Linked DNA regions of Mus musculus: region 1 is linked to region 2. The links are chromatin contacts, called in public HiChIP or PLAC-seq maps. All regions are on one chromosome and are shown on one strand. The core of a region is the stretch at or near the end of the contact, and the rest is flanking DNA. Distances in the headings are between cores, read along the strand shown.

Evidence for each region. HiChIP or PLAC-seq counts read pairs in DNA pulled down with a chosen protein or histone mark.
Region 1: an H3K4me3 HiChIP or PLAC-seq map of intestinal villus epithelium shows a contact between it and region 2, with 12 read pairs. The contact joins the promoter of Lgalsl here to the enhancer-like site in region 2. A contact is called at or near these places in 9 of 39 promoter capture datasets (the 3T3-L1 cell line, 3T3-L1-derived adipocytes, the HPC-7 cell line and 4 more), 2 of 15 datasets of contacts at CTCF or cohesin (CD8 T cells and the NIH/3T3 cell line), 7 of 484 Hi-C or Micro-C datasets (the HL-1 cell line, the N1E-115 cell line, cerebral cortex and 4 more), 9 of 115 datasets of contacts at active chromatin or transcription factors (CD8 T cells, Th17 cells, bone marrow-derived macrophages and 5 more) and 1 of 9 other capture datasets (adipose tissue).

What each region holds. Positions count from the first base shown.
Region 1 is chr11:20,828,506-20,832,491 of GRCm38.p6, reverse strand. It overlaps Lgalsl (lectin, galactoside binding-like), which reads left to right and starts at 1,384. Exons shown (of 5, transcript NM_173752.4): 1 at 1,384-1,518; 2 at 2,145-2,216; 3 at 2,366-2,454; 4 at 3,046-3,223. The coding sequence starts at 1,483.
Region 2 is chr11:20,790,039-20,793,965 of GRCm38.p6, reverse strand. No RefSeq gene overlaps it. Among named protein-coding and RNA genes, the nearest start is that of Gm32213, 2.6 kb to the left of the region's middle. Within about 2 kb of position 2,420, at least 11 of the 459 cell types and tissues checked have an H3K27ac peak or open chromatin away from gene starts, as enhancers often do. A contact at or near this core is called in intestinal villus epithelium, where this site is marked.

The sequences.
Region 1 (3,986 bases), core at 135-2,634, 40 kb before region 2:
AAGAAATTAAGGCACGCTACTATCAGTAATAAGAAACTAAATTTGGACCCAAGACACCAGCCCTTTATAATAACCATGATATATTGTACCACGCTTAGCTAATAGCAAATAATTCAATGATTTTTTCCCTATGCTGACTCTTAGAAATTCAGAGAATCAAAGTATGACTTTAAAATATCAAGTTTCTTGTAATTGCCTAGTATGTTAGAATAATTAATAGGTGTGATTCTCAAGCTCAGATGAGTAAACAGGAGCAAAATGGGAGCCACAATGACAACTCTTCAGTCTCTAATTCTGAGAACCACTTCCACAAAGGCTCCGACTGTGGATTACAGGCATGTTCCCTGTCCCACAGAGATTACCATGATTAGCACTGGTCCATAAAGGGACACAAAAGCTGCAGAGACGCCAGGTCCCCCAAAGGGCCCCTCTGGGACTGTAGCAGCTCACTTGCTCAAGCTCCTTGCTTATTAGTGTGGTGATTCACACAGTGCATTGGGCAAGCCGAGTATGTCACCTAATAGAGAGTATGTTGATACAGCCTTATCTGAGAAGTTACATAATTATGCTAGTGTCAGGATACCATTACAGGAGTCTGAGCCTTAGCGTGAAAGAGGAGTGTATTCCCTAGGAAGTATTACACAAAGAAGGACTGGAGACTCCATTACCCCAAACTAAGCAAGTGACGTAAAATAGCTAAGGACAGAAACTGTGTCCACTTCAAGTTGCGGCTTGGCCGGGCACCTGCTGAAGAATGCTTCCGGGACCCCGACACTAGCCTGCGCTTCCCTGGGAACAGAGGGTTGGTCGGCGCTCAGCAAACTGTCCCCCTAGAGTCCTGGCTGCTTCTTTATTTAGGGTCAAATATGTACAAGCCTTGGACCTCCATTCTCCTTCTCCTCCAAACAGTGCAACTATCTTTCCTCCCACTAGGTTGGAATTCTCTGAAAGAAGCCATACCAGGTCTTCCTCTTTGGAGTCCTCCACCTTCTCTCGACCTCACTCCTGATCCACCCCCACAGTCCCCCAGGATGCGGAAGGAGGTGAGTGAGTAGGGTACCGACCAGGAGTGTCCCCAGCACCTGTCACCTGGCCCACCTGGGCCCTCCCTTCACCCCTTTCCCCAGCCCCACCCACCTTCCCGCCGACAGGCCACCGCCCTCCGGCCTTCAGCCGTGGTCCAATGGCCGTAGGGCAGGGCACGCTTAGCAAGCCGCGGCTCCCGGGCCCCGTCCCCGCCCTGTTCCCGGTTCTCGGTTCCCGAGCCGAGCCCTGCCGCCTTTAAATGCCACCCCAGGCCAACGCACTGCGGCCCTCGCCACCGTCATCCCCTCGCCGCCGCGATCTCCGCGCCGCCCGCCTCCCTTCCCCCTCCCGGGCCTGCGGCCGCGCCAGCCTGGGGCGTGCACGCGCGCCCGTGTGTGCGCGCGCCCGGCTCGGACCCGCGCCCGCCGCCGCGTCCCCGGCGCTCGCTGCAGGAACATGGCGGGGTCGGTGGCCGACAGCGACGCCGTGGTGGTGAGTGCAGCGGCCTCCCGCGAGGCGGGTAGCTCAGAGGGCCGGGGCAAGGACTACGGACCCGCGGTGCCGCGGGAAGCGCGGTACCTGTCAGCCGCCGCGGGGTGCGAGCTCGGGGGGCCCCGGGCGCGGGGCAGGAGGGCGCCGGCCAGGTGCGCGCTGGGCGCGTGTGCGTGCACGTGGGTTAGTGTGGGGCCGCGGTCCCGGCGTCCGGGATTTACCCCTTTGGAAACGGTCCCGCGCCGGGGGCTCCGGAGAGAAGCCGAGCGCTGCCGCTGCACTCCAGCCACGTCCCCGAGGACAGGCCAGGGGGCAGAGACTCCGGGAGCGTTTGTGCTTGGAGAGGGGCCTGCCGCCCACCTACACGGGCTTTGCTTCCCGGGTGGGCCGCGACCTTGAATTTGATCCGGTCTCAAGAGCCTGGGGATCATCAGAGGCTTAGACCGGATGGAAAGGCCGGGTTTTGTTTCGCGGTTATTTAATGGGCTATAAAGAGGCATCATATGTATGTGTGTCTGTGGAGGGCTGCTGGATCACTACAGATTTGTGTTGATTCCTCATCCTTCCATTCACTCCCTAATAAACAAGGGTCTGTGGAAAGCCAATCTGTGTGCTTCTATTTTTAGAAACTTGATGATGGGCACTTAAACAACTCCTTGGGTTCTCCAGTTCAAGCCGACGTGTACTTCCCACGACTGGTAAATCAATGTGCTCCGTGTCTCTGCCTTTATCCTTTTCCCCTCTGGTGCATTTCCTTGCTTTCTAATGGGTCTGATTCTCAGGGCTGAGGGTTTGGCTCGTCTCTAACAGCCCATAAACATCCTGTCTCTCCCCTCTTCCTTTGCAGATAGTTCCATTTTGTGGGCACATTAAAGGTGGCATGAGACCAGGCAAGAAGGTATTAGTGATGGGCATCGTAGATCTCAACCCCGAAAGGTAAGGGCAGAGCCCTGCCATTGCTGAGTCCCGCGGCTGCCTCCTCCCCTTACCCTACTTGCACAGTGTCACTAGTTAGGAGTGCCAAGAAAGTACCATGTTCCCATGAAAAGAATGTGTATCAATCCTAGCCATCATCTCTGCAGATAGCTATTTATATCAGTGATGATAAAAATAGGCCTACAGTTAATCTTTGACCCTTGAGAAGGCCAAAAGACTTCTTTTTTTATGGTTTTGAAACACGGTAGTCGTAACCAAACCTGTTAGAATAAATAAGAACCAAACTTACAAGATGTTTCCCTTGTCAAGTTCTGTGGCTGTTTTTGAGAACTCTGAGATGGATTAATGCAAGGGTGGCCTGAGGCATTTGAAGTCTTCAGTTGTAATTATTTTCAGTTCCACTGGAGTTTTCACCAGAGCCTACTTTAGGTAACAAAATCTATTGGTTTGAGTGTAATCCTTAGTGTCTGTGTTTAAACTGTGTAAACAGTAGCAGCCCATTAAAAGCCGATGAACCCACTGGAGGAGGAACTGGGTCAAGTTAAAATGTTACATCTGACTCCTGGCTAAGTGACACTGTTTTCTTTTTAGCTTTGCCATCAGCTTGACCTGTGGAGACTCTGAAGATCCTCCTGCCGATGTGGCAATTGAACTCAAAGCTGTGTTCACAGACCGGCAGCTGCTCAGAAACTCTTGTATCTCAGGAGAAAGAGGCGAGGAGCAGTCGGCAATCCCTTACTTTCCATTCATCCCAGACCAGCCGTTCAGGGTAGGTACCTTGAGTGCCTGATGCAGTGTTGGCAGGGCCCCTACTTACTCTGTATCTACTGTGTGCCAAGAGCTCTTTAAGAATTTCTTCATGTCCAAGAAATTTGTTGCCCGGAACTTGTCTCGAGGCCGAGAGAAAAGAATAAAAAACAACAAAAGAAGTCTGTTTGCTGATAGATGTTAATGCTTGCCTTAGTAGCTCTTGATTCTCTTCAGACCATATGTTTAGTTAATGGATGCATATATGCATACCTAATTGCTAAGTACTTAACTGTAATTCTACTTAGCCAGTGCGGAGGTATTAATTATTGTTAACTTCTGGGGTGGTGCTAGGGACTGAACCTTGTGCACATTAGTTAAGGTTTCTACAACTTAGCTACACTCCCAATCCTCGTTTTGATTTCTGTTTTGAAACAGGAACTCTCTAAATTCCCCGGCTGGCCTTGAATTTGTAATCCTCCTGGCTCAGTTTACAGAGTATTTTAGATTACAGGCCTATGCCATCAGGTCAAGCTGGGGTATTAATGTAGTAATAATTTTCTGTGTAATTCCCAATATAGTGTGAGGCACATAAATAACCTACCCCCAAGTATCTGATTGATCACTAGATATTAGTAAGTATCCAGAATTTTCATGTTTCTTGGCCTAAATACCTCAAAACCTTATTAGTTATGGGTTTAAAACAATTTAGTGGTTATCATTTCATTTTCTCTTGTTCACTTTGCTAATGAGTCCATATTTGTATAACTATTTTCCCGTGTGGG
Region 2 (3,927 bases), core at 1,171-3,670:
TCTGACCAACTGCTCAGTCCAGGAGCCTGCGTTTCTCAAGTCTACATCTAGATCAGCACAGAGCTGTGTTGTAGGCCTGTCACCCTGGCTCTGTGGGTCCTTTGCCTGGTGTTCTTCCAGGATCCATGTTACATCCGACTTTGTCTTCTTTGTTCACAGTAGACTGACTGCCACTCACTCAGAAACAGAACATGTGAAGAACCAGCCCTCCTCCATCTTAGGCTTGAAAGCCATCTTACAGTAAAGACAAACTAGGTTAGTTCCTGTTGATTAATCTCTGTTTCTCAAGGATTAGGCTACACCCCACCTGTAACCTTAACTACAAATGGTTCTGTACTGCCTGTTCCAGGAAGGACAATCATGTCTTTGTTTCAAAAAGTTATCTATAACCATCTTAAAGCCTACTTTTGTTTCCAAAGTGTGTATGACTATCTTTTTACACCCACCTTGGAACCAAGTCTGTGTTTCAGGAGGTGGTCTGTTTGGCCTGCCAAATCCCCTATTTGGAAACCCCTGACCCCTGAGCTGTAAAACCCTTGTCTTCCTCATGTTCAAGGCTAACCTCTCAAGCCCTGTCTTAGGGAGAGGCAGCCTGTGTACAAGAATAGAAAAGCTTGCTTTAATTAATCACTTGCTTTAATGAATTTGGCCATGATTTGGGTCAATGGTCTTCTTCTTCTTCCCATTTTTTGATTAACACATGGAGGGTCAGCTATGAAAAGATTGTTTTTTAAGCCAGTCTCTAACATCCAAAAATGCTGTCAATTACAGAGAGCTAAGACGTCACTAACAAGACAGGAAGCATTTAAAGATGGAAGCCTGTCCTCTTAGCCCAGTCATAGGGCACAGATGTTTTCAAATAAGTACAGAGTCCACTGAGCAGGCTGCAATGAAGGGATATGCTGCCTCCCTTCTCTAAAATATTCTTAAATGTTGACTTTCTAGCAAGAGAAAAGAATAGAACCTTCATTAATATTAGTGCCTTTGTGAACATCACCAGAGAACTGAATAACAAGAGGGAGACTGTACTTTGAAGACATGCTTTCTCTGAAAGAACAAAGAAAGGGAGTACACACAGTGTGAATACACACCGTAGGAGGACACACAGTAGGGCCACTGTGAACAGAGCCGCACTGTGAGGTGCTGAATCAGCCACAGACAGGCTTTCTGAGCCTCTCCACTTACAGCTTCAACTGCTTGTCCTTTCCTTTCTATTGCTATGGGGAAGGGTGGGGGAACACAAAGGAGAAACTGTACTTTCTCATGGAGCAAACAGGTGAATCTTATCCGATGCTACTGCCACACGTGAGGAGGAAGACCTGGGGACAATCTGTGGAAGGGTGGCCCTTTTCACCCCTGCCCTCTGAGAGGTGGCCACTTCATTCACAGGAACTTGAGCATGTAGGGAACATGGCTGGATTTCAAGACTGGAATTAAAGGAGGGAATCTTGCAGCTAGAGTGGAAACTGGGGTACAACAGCAGCGAGCATCACGTGCACACACAGTACCTGTACACAGAGCAAGCTCTGTTTTGTTTGTGAGTACCCTTCCAGAAGTGTCCGGTTCTCCACAAGGAAGAGCGAATAGCTAGTGTTTCTAGAGGATAAATCCCTTCCCTTCCTTAGATGAGTGGCTGGCCTACTGGAAATGAACTGTCTGGAAGAAGGCTGTGCATAAGAGAAGGATGGGGGTGTCCTGAAGGAAGGGAAAGACTTGAAAGCTCGTGGGTAATTGGGATCCACACCTTGGGTCTCTCAGAGGCCTAGAAATGTATCAGATCCTCTGAGGGGAGTGGCAAGGGGATATGTCTAAAGAAATCATATCTGAGTGCGGAGACACAAAGGCAGCATAGCCCTCGCTGGCTATGTGACACAGGAATTACCTCTTTTGACCGCTTCTCTATCTGTAAAATGAGGGTCATTTATTCATTCCCACAAGATTTGTTGTCCTGTATGTATGCTCTAGGCCTTGAGAGACAGACATAAACAGACAAAAAAACGCACAAACAAAACCAAAAGACAAAACAAGCTGCTCCCTTTTTAGAGCTTGTGTCTAGCAGGGCAGAAAGACAGAACCACAATATCCTATTGCTATGAACACTGCTGAGCCACAAATGCCTATCAGTATGTAAATGGATGGCTTAGTGCGCTAAAGATTCAGGATGCTGAGGGAACCAAAGCAGAGCAGAAAAGGGGGAGCTGTGGGGACAGAGGCACAGACAGGGTGGTCAGAAGAGTCCCAGTGAGAAGTTAGCCTGAGCAGATGTGAAGATAAAGAAGAATATTGGTTTTCTCAAAAAGAATATTCTAGACTAAAAATTGTCTTGTGCAGATCTATTTATGTAGAGCATTGCTAAGTCCCCAGCACCTTGAGAGCATGCCATAAATGTCATCTATTATTAGTTTACATCCAGGTGTGGCCCAGCAATTGCATGGGCTAGGCAAATGGTAATGTTTAACCAGCATGCTCTGTGTCTGGCTCTGGATACGATGTTCAGGACTTTTGTTTGAGGCTGAGGAAAAGGGAATAGTGACCAAGCCTTCAGCCCTGCCAACTGGGTACTTTGATCATATTCAATATGATTTTCTAAAAGAAGACGTGCAGCAGGGTTAGAGAGGTGGCTCTACAGTCAGGGGCGCTGGCTGCTCCTCCAGAGTTCTGTTTCCAGCACCTACACTGGTGACTCACAACCATTTGCAACTCCGGTTCCAGAGGATCCAGTGCCCTTTTCTGGCCTCCTTGGATACCAGGGCATACACATGCTGGTGAAATACCCATATGCATAAAAATAAAAATATTTTAAGAAAATAATGTGATACAGCTTTCTGACCTAAGCTGATGATGTAAAATTTCTACCAATGCCCTAGAAAAATAGGCAGAGGCCTGCAATGCAGTGAGACGTTGAAAGGTCTGTAGGCTGCAGGTTAGCAACATCAGTAAGGCACAGAATAGGGATTACAGAATAGGGATTAGGTAGACACAAGTCACTGGGGTCAGCAAGAAATACAAGGATGGCTTTAGAGTTACTACAAAAACAGCTCTGCTAACAGGAACAGCTCCTAAACATGTGGCAGGAGCAACTAGCCACAGAGAAGATGTGGACAGCTGGCAGCAGAAGTTAGGGACAGTGCATGCATGAGGCAGGCAGCACTGGGTGGCTATAAAGAACTATATTCATTTCAGCTCTTTTCTTAAACTGTGTGTACCACAGATCTGGTACCCTAAATCTGTTAGAATTCCAAAATGCTGGTGTTATAAAGATGGCTCAGTGGTTAAGAGCACAGGCTACTTTAACAGAGGACCCAGGTTGAGTTCCCAGCACCTACGTGGTGCCTCATAACCACCTGTATTTCCAGCTCCAGGTGATCCAGCCCCCTCTTCTGGCTTCACTGGTACCTGCACACATGTGGATCATATACATACACGCAAGTACACATAACACACACACACACACACAATAAAATAAATAAATCTTTATTTAAAAATCTAAAACACAGCCAGGCGAGGTGGCGTATGCCTTTAATCCCAGCACTTGGGAGGCAGAGGCAGGAGGATTTCTGAGTTCGAGGCCAGCCTGGTCTACAAAGTGACTTCCAGGACAGCCAGGGCTATACAGAGAAACCCTGTCTCAAAAAAAAAAAAAAAAAAAAAAACACAAACAAACAAACAAACAAACAAAAAATCTAAAACACTTAAGTCCTAGATGAGATTTTTGAGCCCGTTTCAATTTAACCCCTTCATTTCTGTTAGTAGAGAGTCTGAGAGTTATAAACACACGTGAAAACGGGGCTGGAGAGATGGCCCAGCAATCAAGAGCACTGGCTACATTTATGGAGGACCCAAGTTCAGTTCCCAGCACCTACATGGTGTCTCAAAACCATATACAACTCCAACTCCAGGGACTGTGCCATTCCTGGTCTCTAAGGG